Regions from separate parts of the Mus musculus genome. Here region 2 is linked to region 1. A link is a contact called in public targeted proximity ligation data. All regions are on one chromosome and are shown on one strand. The core of a region is the stretch at or near the end of the contact, and the rest is flanking DNA. Distances in the headings are between cores, read along the strand shown.

Region 1 (4,389 bases), core at 93-2,592:
CAAGAATATTGGATGTCCTACTTTGCTTCCTGTTGCTGTGATGAAAAACGCCATGTAATAAAAAGCAACTTGGGGAGGAGAGGGCCTATTTCAACTCACAGGCTACATCCTAACTGAGGGAGGCAGTGGCAGGGGCTCACAGCAGGATTCTGATGCAGAGACCCTGTGGGGATGCTATTGCTTACTGGATCTCTCCCTTGCTTTCTACCTGCCTAGGGATAGTGCTACCCACAGTAGGCTGGGCCCTCCTGTTTCATTTAGCAATCAAGAACATGCCCCACAGACAAGCCAATGGACTAGTCTGATCTAGAAAATTTCTCAGTTGAGGTTACTTGTTTCTAGTTGACTCTACTTTATATCAAGTATATCAAGTTAGCACTAAATAAAATTAGCATATTGGCCTAATCTCCCCGCCCTCCCCGCCAAAAAAAACAAACAAACAAACAAACAAAAAAAACCCCTACAAAGTTGCTATTGGAAAGTTGCCCGTGTATTTTTTATTATGTTTGTTATGAGACTAGACTCAAGATGGAATTCAGTCTGGTCTAGAACTCACAGGGCCTGCCTGCCTCTGCATCCAAGTGTTGGGATTACTGGAAGGAGCTACCAAATCTGGTCACACCTGCTTTTAAAAAGGTTTTTTATAGTTGGTAGTTTCAATGAGTTCGTGCCAGAAAAACTGTTAAACAGTTGGCTTCTTTTTCTGCCTTGAAAGAACTTATCTAAGCCTGCTGGCTGAGCTGGCTCAGGGCTTGCGTCACAAGTGTGAGATGTCAGTGCAACCTCCCTACAAGGCAGGCGAGGTGCCAGGAGAGGTAAGGGGAGTCCTGGGATTGCTGAACAGAGTCCAGCTGAATCATGCAGCACCGGGTCCACTGAGAGACCCTGTCATGAAACTAATGTGAGTCGTGAGTGAGGAAACCAGCTGACAGGAGCATCCTGCCTCCACACATGTTTGTTCCCTCATGTTTGTATGCATGTATGCAAAGGCCACGCTATGTACTTTATATGTTTGTATATAGTATGTACATGGATGGAGGAATAAGTATATTAAGAGGCTGTGGACATTGTAACTGGACTCCTCATTATGGCTTCAGAAGTTTGTTACTAGATAAACCTGTACGTATTATGAAAATGGTAATTATTCCTTCATACTCTGAGTTCTCTTACCAGTTTTCAAATGCAGACATACTAAGGAACTAGACTCCATTAGTAAGCTGTAACCTCAGAGCTAATTATAGAAGGGGAATGACTAGATAGTTGGCAGCTGTATGTATGTGTGGAGCAGTGTGCAGACTATGTCCACGTGTGTTCATGCAACCCAGACATGAGTAAAAATGACAGGACACAAATGAGTAATAAATAAATCAGGCTGTGAGCTGAACACCGGGCTCCTGGGATCTAGCAGATACACTCATCCCGTTCCTCAGAGAGGAAGCTGACTCACCAATTATCAGAGTCCTCAAGATGGGAAACAGTGGGAATTTGAAGATTGGGAAACTTCATTAGAAGTTGGGGAATTTCATAAAGAAGTTTTTAAAAGGGGTAGGGTGAGGCATGGTAGCCAATCAGTGCATTATAACTAATTAGTACATTCAAATCAGGGGAGGTGATTGTATTAGTTATTTTTGTCATTGCTATGACCAAATATTTTACAGGAAGCAACTGGAGAGGGGGGAGGGTTTTTTTTTTTGTTTATACTTTGAGAAGGGATATCACGGCAGGGAAGGAAGGCTCAGTGAGTGGCCAGGTTGTGAGGCAGCTGAGCACAGAGAATCCACAGTTATCAGTCAGAGGGAGAGGAACACTGGTGTTGGCTGACTCTTTCACAGACTGGTGCCACTTGCATTTAGGGTGGGCCATCCTACCTCAGTTTACCCAGTCTGGAAATTTCCTCACAGACATGCCTAGGGATGTCTCTCTATAGTGATTTAAATCCCACTAAGTTGTCAGCAGTATTAACAACCGAGAGACTGGAGAGATGGCTTAACCATTAGGAGCGCTTGCAGCTCTCGGAGGACAGGAGTTTTGTTCACAGCCTAGGTTGGGTGGCTCACAACCACCTGTACCTCCAGCATCTAGCCTCTATGGGCACTTGTTTTGTGTATATATATACACAGAGACACAGGACCACACATACACTTAAATAAAAATAAAATAAATCTTAAAGAAATTAACCATCATGATGTTTTGTCTATATGTGTGTTAGTGTACCACCTTCATAACCCAAAAGAGGTTATCAGATCCCCTTGAACTGGAGTTATAGATGGTTGTGAGCCATCATGTGGGGGTTGGGAATTGAACCCAGGTCCTCTGGAAGAATAGACAGTGCTTTTAACCACTGAGCCATCTTGCTAGCCCCTAACTGCATTTTCTAAATACCAGTGAAAAAGCTGAAATTGAGGACCCAGCTTTGGTGTAAATGATCAGTCATTGGGCTATATAGAGATGCTCAGAAGAGATGAGGGGGCTGCAGCAGGGGGTCACATGTTGCATTATAATATCTGTGTGTCTTTATTTAGAGTAGTGGTTCTCAGCCTGTGGGTCATGACCCCTTTGGTGAGGTGGGGGTCACATAGCTGATACTCTACATATCAGATATTTACATTAAAATTTATAACAGTAACAAAATTACAGTTGTGAAGTAGCAGTGAAATAATTTTATGGTTGTGGGTCAGCACAACATGAGGAACTGCATTAAAATGCCGCAGCAGAAGGAAGGTTGGGGATCCCGCTAATTTAGAACATTACAGAGCTCCTTCCCGTGGCTCTCCTTGTTTGACTTGCTGTAACAACTTTGTGCAAGGCTTTTTACCTCTTCAGTCTGAGCTAGTTAGGGCACTGGGCTTGGGTAGACATCATCCTCTTCATCCCTGATGCTCCCATTCCAGTCTGTGCCATCAGCATCTATCAGAAACCCACAAGGAGCCTCCCTTCTAGTCCATTCAGCAAATGTCATCCTGGGATATGCTGGGAGGGGTGGGAGGTTGGTGGATAGCGGAGATCGGATCACACGGTTTCCTGCTTTTGCTGACCTCCCATGCTTATTGAGCCAAGGGGCATGTGTGTGCCTTGGACCTGTTCCATTTCCCTCCTTCTCACCTCACTTCTTGTTCTCCAGTGACTTGCTTGGTACAGAGTGTAGTGCTTGATATAGAATGTGCAGCTCACAGGCCTGAGGCCCCCCGGGCTGGGTTCTCATTTTACAAAGATACTTCTCTCATGGCGGCTAGTTTGAGCACTGGGCTCACAGCATCGTACAAAGGATCCTTAATGTGTTATTGAAAAACTCAGTGCAATGAATTGATTTTTGAAACTCTTAGTTATCATTTTTAAAAATTTGGCTCTTTATCTTTTCTCCTGTCTTTGTGGGGTCGAGTTATCATGTGACCAGTTTTTTACTTTTTCACCAAGGTCCTTATAAATGTTAAATGAAGAATGTGAGAAATTCTGTCTTTGTAATAAATAATTTAGTTAGTCTTTTCAGGTTTAGGCATTTCCAAGCTATCTACTGAACTTAGATTCGTCTCTCTAGCTAAAAACATCGAAACAGCATATAATTCAACAACATAATTCGTATAGATTTATGTTGAAATATATGGTTAATTTTCATAGTGAATTTATATTAGGAATATGTAACAAGAATTGGAGAAGATGCATTGAAGTACCTGGTATACATATGGTTATCTTTCTGTGTGCCTGTTTTTACAGAAGCCTTCTGCACTCTTGACTTTTTTCTCCATTAATTAATTAATTAATTTACTTTACATCCTAATCCCAGTCCCCCCTCACCCCCCACAGAGCCTCTTCCCACCTTCCCTTTACCCCTGAGAAGGGGGAGGCCCCCCTGGGTACCAATCCACCCCGGTACCTCAAATTACTGCAGGACTAGGCACAACCTCTCCCACTGAGGCCAGACAAGGCAGCACAGCTAGGGGAACAGGATCCACAGGCAAGGAACAGAGTTAGAGTATGCCCCCACTCCAGTTATGGGTGGACCAACATGAAGACCAAGCTGCATTTCTGCTGCATATGTGTATATATGTGGGTGTGTGTGGGGGGTGCGGGACCCAGCTTGTCCATGTTCTTTGGTTGTTGGTTCAGTCTCTGAGAGCTCTCAAGAGTTCAGGTTAGTTGACTCTATTGGTCTTCCTGTAGAGTCCTTAACCTCTTTGGGTCCCTCGATCCTTTCCCCCAACTCTTTTACAAGACCTCGTGAGCTCCATCTAAAGTTTCACTGTGGGTCTCAGCATCTGTCTTGGTCAGTTGCTGGGTGGAGCCTCTCAGAGGACAGTTATGGTAGGGTCCTGTCTCTGCTGGCTGTGCCTCAGGTAGACCTACTCTATACATTGACTTTTTAAGAATACACAAAAGGATTTTTTTCCTGGA
Region 2 (3,901 bases), core at 568-3,067, 170 kb after region 1:
TATTCTTAATTTTGCATGTGTTCATCTCTGTGTGGATGTGTGTCTGTGAGTGCATATACCCACTGAGGTCAGAAGAGGGTCGTGGAGCCCCTGGGCTGCAGTTACAGATTGTTGTGACCAGTCTGATGTGGGTTCTTGGAATTAAATTTGGGTTGTCTGCAAGAGTAGTATGTGCTTTTAATGTCTGAGCCATCTCTATAGCCCTGTAAGTACATTTTTTAATCATCATGCACTGGGGCTAGGAAGATGGCTCAAGCTTATAAACTGCCTGTTGTACAAGTAGGAGGACCCAAGTTCAGACCCACAGTACCTATATAAAAACAGCTTGGCATGGCTACATGAATCTGTAGCGATGGGGTAGCAGAGAAAAGGTGGATCCATAGAACTAACCAGCCAGCCAGCCAGCCAGCCAGCCCAGCCAATCAGGCAATTCCAGGTTCAGTGAGAGATTCATTGTTAAGGAATAAGGGTGGGAGACACCTGACACCTGGTCTCTACATGCATGGACATATATGTGTGCACACTTATATGTACACATGAATGCTCACATATTACACTGTATCACACACACACACACCCACACACACACACACACACACACACACACACACACACTAGCACACAAGCACATTTTTTTATAGCACAAAGGAGTGGAATAAAAATAAGTATGATTTTACCCATGAAATTAAAATAAATTATGGGCCCAAACATTGCCTGATTTTGATTCTCATTCATGTTAGCGAGTCAAGTAAACATTTGAATTTTAAATTTTAGCTCTTTTCCTAGACATCCTGTCTAGTGCTTCTTGGTTAATTCTTAAGGCATCCTGTCTAGTGTTTGTTGGATAAATGACAGAATTAATAAACATGAGACGTATGCTGTTTTAAATGTTATCATTGGTACAACTGCTGTTGTGAGTGTAATAAAATAAGGGAATTCCTTTTACTGTGTGTCTGAAGTCTAGTGTACACTCAATACTTACGTGTGCAATTAGTGATTGAGAGAAATAACCAACTGCAACCAATTACCTAGCCCACCGTCACTGTCTTCTCTACAGCCGGGAACATTCTGTTAGCTCTATTCCTTATTTGAGCTCCCACCCTATCTAGAAAGCTTTCTCTGGTTGTTGAAGTTCAGGCTTAGTTGCTCATTTGTGCTCAAGAACCATCCTGGACTTCCTTTAGCATTCTACACACAGAGCACTGTCATTGCTGACCACTCCCATCATCCTCTGCGCTCTCTGAAAGCAAGGAGTGGGCTACTGCTGTCATAGGATGGATTCTAAGCATATTTAATGCAAACGCATGGACTGCACATTTTCAAGGACTCATCTGTCTGTTTTTATTTTGCCACGGAGGCACGGCACCACTTTGCCACCTGGTTCTCTCTTAATGCTACTTCATTTGAAATCGCCACTCTCCCTTAAGCCATATGCTCAGAAAAAAGAAAAACTGCTTTTAATATTAAGTTGGCTGAGACATAGGAAGTTAAGCCTGGCTTACAGTTACATAACAAAACTTCAGGTATTTTCCACTTTCGCTCCTCTCCTGCAGCCTAGGTGACTAAACCCTGTTAGCATTTCCAAAAAGAAATCAGTGAAGCAGTGTACCTCGACTGGAGGGCTTCCAGGCATTTTCAGATGATATTACTGGGTGGTGATATTTAGCAAAACTGGAATAGGACCGCGTCAAATACAACTTCAGAATTAAAGTCAAGAGTCTCCATTCCATTGCCAGTTTCATGGCTGACTAGCTTTGTTCGTTTTGCTCAATGGTATGGCAACTCCTATGCCCTGAACAGTTAGACTTTGATCCCTGTCTTACGAAGTTAGGACCTAAGTGACTCAATCCAAGCAACGTTCTTCCACAAGCCTTGGGCTCCACTGTATAACTGACTCAACCAGAATAAAATTCTTTCTTTCCTCTGTCAGCACATATTGTGAAAGTTTAGAATTATGTATTTGGCTCTACACAAAGTTTGCAGAACTCCCTGGTCAGAGCCATGGGCTCAGAACCAACTGGCAACTTTATTTGGTTAGAAAAGCCTGTTACATTTATAAGGGTTTTAGTTCTTAGAAAATCATACTCTAGGAAAAAAACCCCAACGCTCAAAGTTGGCTCGGAGGAGGTTGATCATGTCATTTGTCCTAAATTTAAATAAGTTGGAAACGAAGAAGATACAAGTCATTAAAAAAAAATGACTTAATGTTTTCCATTGCCTGACTGCTTTTGGCAACATATTAGTGTGCTAAATAACACATAGTGAGTTTTCAAGTCCAAATGATGAGATTTTTCTTTACTTTATTTGCTAATTATAGCCTGCCTTTTTTGGATCTTCTCTTTGGCTGTGTTACTAAGCAAATCTGACACAGAATTTCCTCAAGGGAGATTCTTCTTTGGGCTCAATCATGACACACTTTCCCTTTATTTATCAGGTCACTTTTAGTCATTGAAACTAGCAGATGGTCTCTAGTCTAGTTCTGAGCCCTAAATCTATTTCTTTTGACAAAAAAAAAAAAAAAACCCAAAACCCAACCAGGCCATTGAAGAGTGTTGGAGCCTGGGTGGCTGTAGGGTTGCACTAGATCAAGTTGGAAGATTGTCTGCAGAAAGTTCCATTTCATTGCCTTTTATCGCTCATACATCTTTATGTTTGCTCTCCAAGGACTATTACTCTCCACTCACAAACCCAATTATGTGTATGCATTTTTTATGTATTATGTAGAATCTTAAAAATTATTTAAATGATATCATGTTTACTTGTTTTGGCAAGGTCTCTTTATATACAGAGAGAAAAAGATCAGGTCCTTAAAACTTCTTAGAGGGGCAGTGAAAAACGTTCCTTTACTGGGGGCTCACAGAGGCTGAACCACTAATCAAAGAGCATGTAGAGGCTGGACCTAGCTTCCCTCCACTTGTAGCACATGTGCAGCTTGGTCTTCATGTGGATCCCCTAACAATTTGAGCTGGGGCTGTCTCTGATTCTGTTGCCTGCCATTGAATCCCCTTCCCCTTCCTGGACGGCCGGTTGGGCCTCAGTGGAAGAGGAAGAGCTTAGTCCTCCTTGGACTAGACGTCTCAGGGTGGGGTGGTACCCAAGGAAGAGGTAAGAGGGGAGGGATTTGTAAGGGTGGAATGGGAGGAGAAGTGGGAGGGGAGCTATGATTGGGATGTAACGTGAATAAAGAAAGTTATGGAAAGAAAAATAGTTCCTTTATTTTCAGCACTCTTTGTCAGTGTAGCCTCCAGGGTCATCTAAGAATCAACAGCTTGAGCAGGGGGGGGGGGGGGGGAGAATGAAACATACTGTGTCTACCTCCTCCTCTCTTTGTCAGTGTTCTACAGGAAGTCTCCAGCTGGGGTCTCGCGGAAGTAGTGCCCTCCCTCCATGCTGACTCAACAGCTTCTGGCTTCCCTGCCTGGCTCTCCAGTGGAGCCACTGGACGACGCAGAATTTAGATAATCGGAATTGAAAATATATCCACTTAATTCTTCCTCCTTGGGAAGCAAAACCTGTCATATACATTCCCAAACTGTGAGCTAATGTCGATCCCTGAGTGACTGTGAGCCTGGAGTGGAGATTGTCGTTGACCCCGCTGACTGTGAGTCTCGAGCCTCCTTTGGCCCTCTAAGTCACATGAGGCTACTTGAGACTTTCTGCTTCTAGTGGGTACCATGGCCATCTGTGATCATCTGTGATCTACAGCCTTGTTTTATAACCATTGCATGTTCCCCATCCCTTTTTACTTGTTTTCATTTGCCAGATTTGAAAATGAAGGAGTCCATTAGTAGAGGTCCTTTATCATAGTTTCCATTTTTGTAGATTTCTTTCTGGGAAAAGTTAATAATTTTGTACTTTGGATGGTTTCTTCTCTCTCTCTCTTGATCTCTCTTACTTTTTT

Evidence for each region.
Region 2: a targeted proximity ligation map of fibro-adipogenic progenitors shows a contact between it and region 1, with 2.1 times the contacts expected there. A contact is called at or near these places in 1 of 484 Hi-C or Micro-C datasets (uterus) and 1 of 130 datasets of targeted methods (fibro-adipogenic progenitors).

Annotation. Positions count from the first base shown.
Region 1 is chr19:21,819,004-21,823,392 of GRCm38.p6, forward strand. All of the region lies in intron 12 of Cemip2 (cell migration inducing hyaluronidase 2), which reads left to right. Among named protein-coding and RNA genes, the nearest start is that of Cemip2, 43 kb to the left of the region's middle.
Region 2 is chr19:21,989,209-21,993,109 of GRCm38.p6, forward strand. No RefSeq gene overlaps it. Among named protein-coding and RNA genes, the nearest start is that of Cemip2, 210 kb to the left of the region's middle.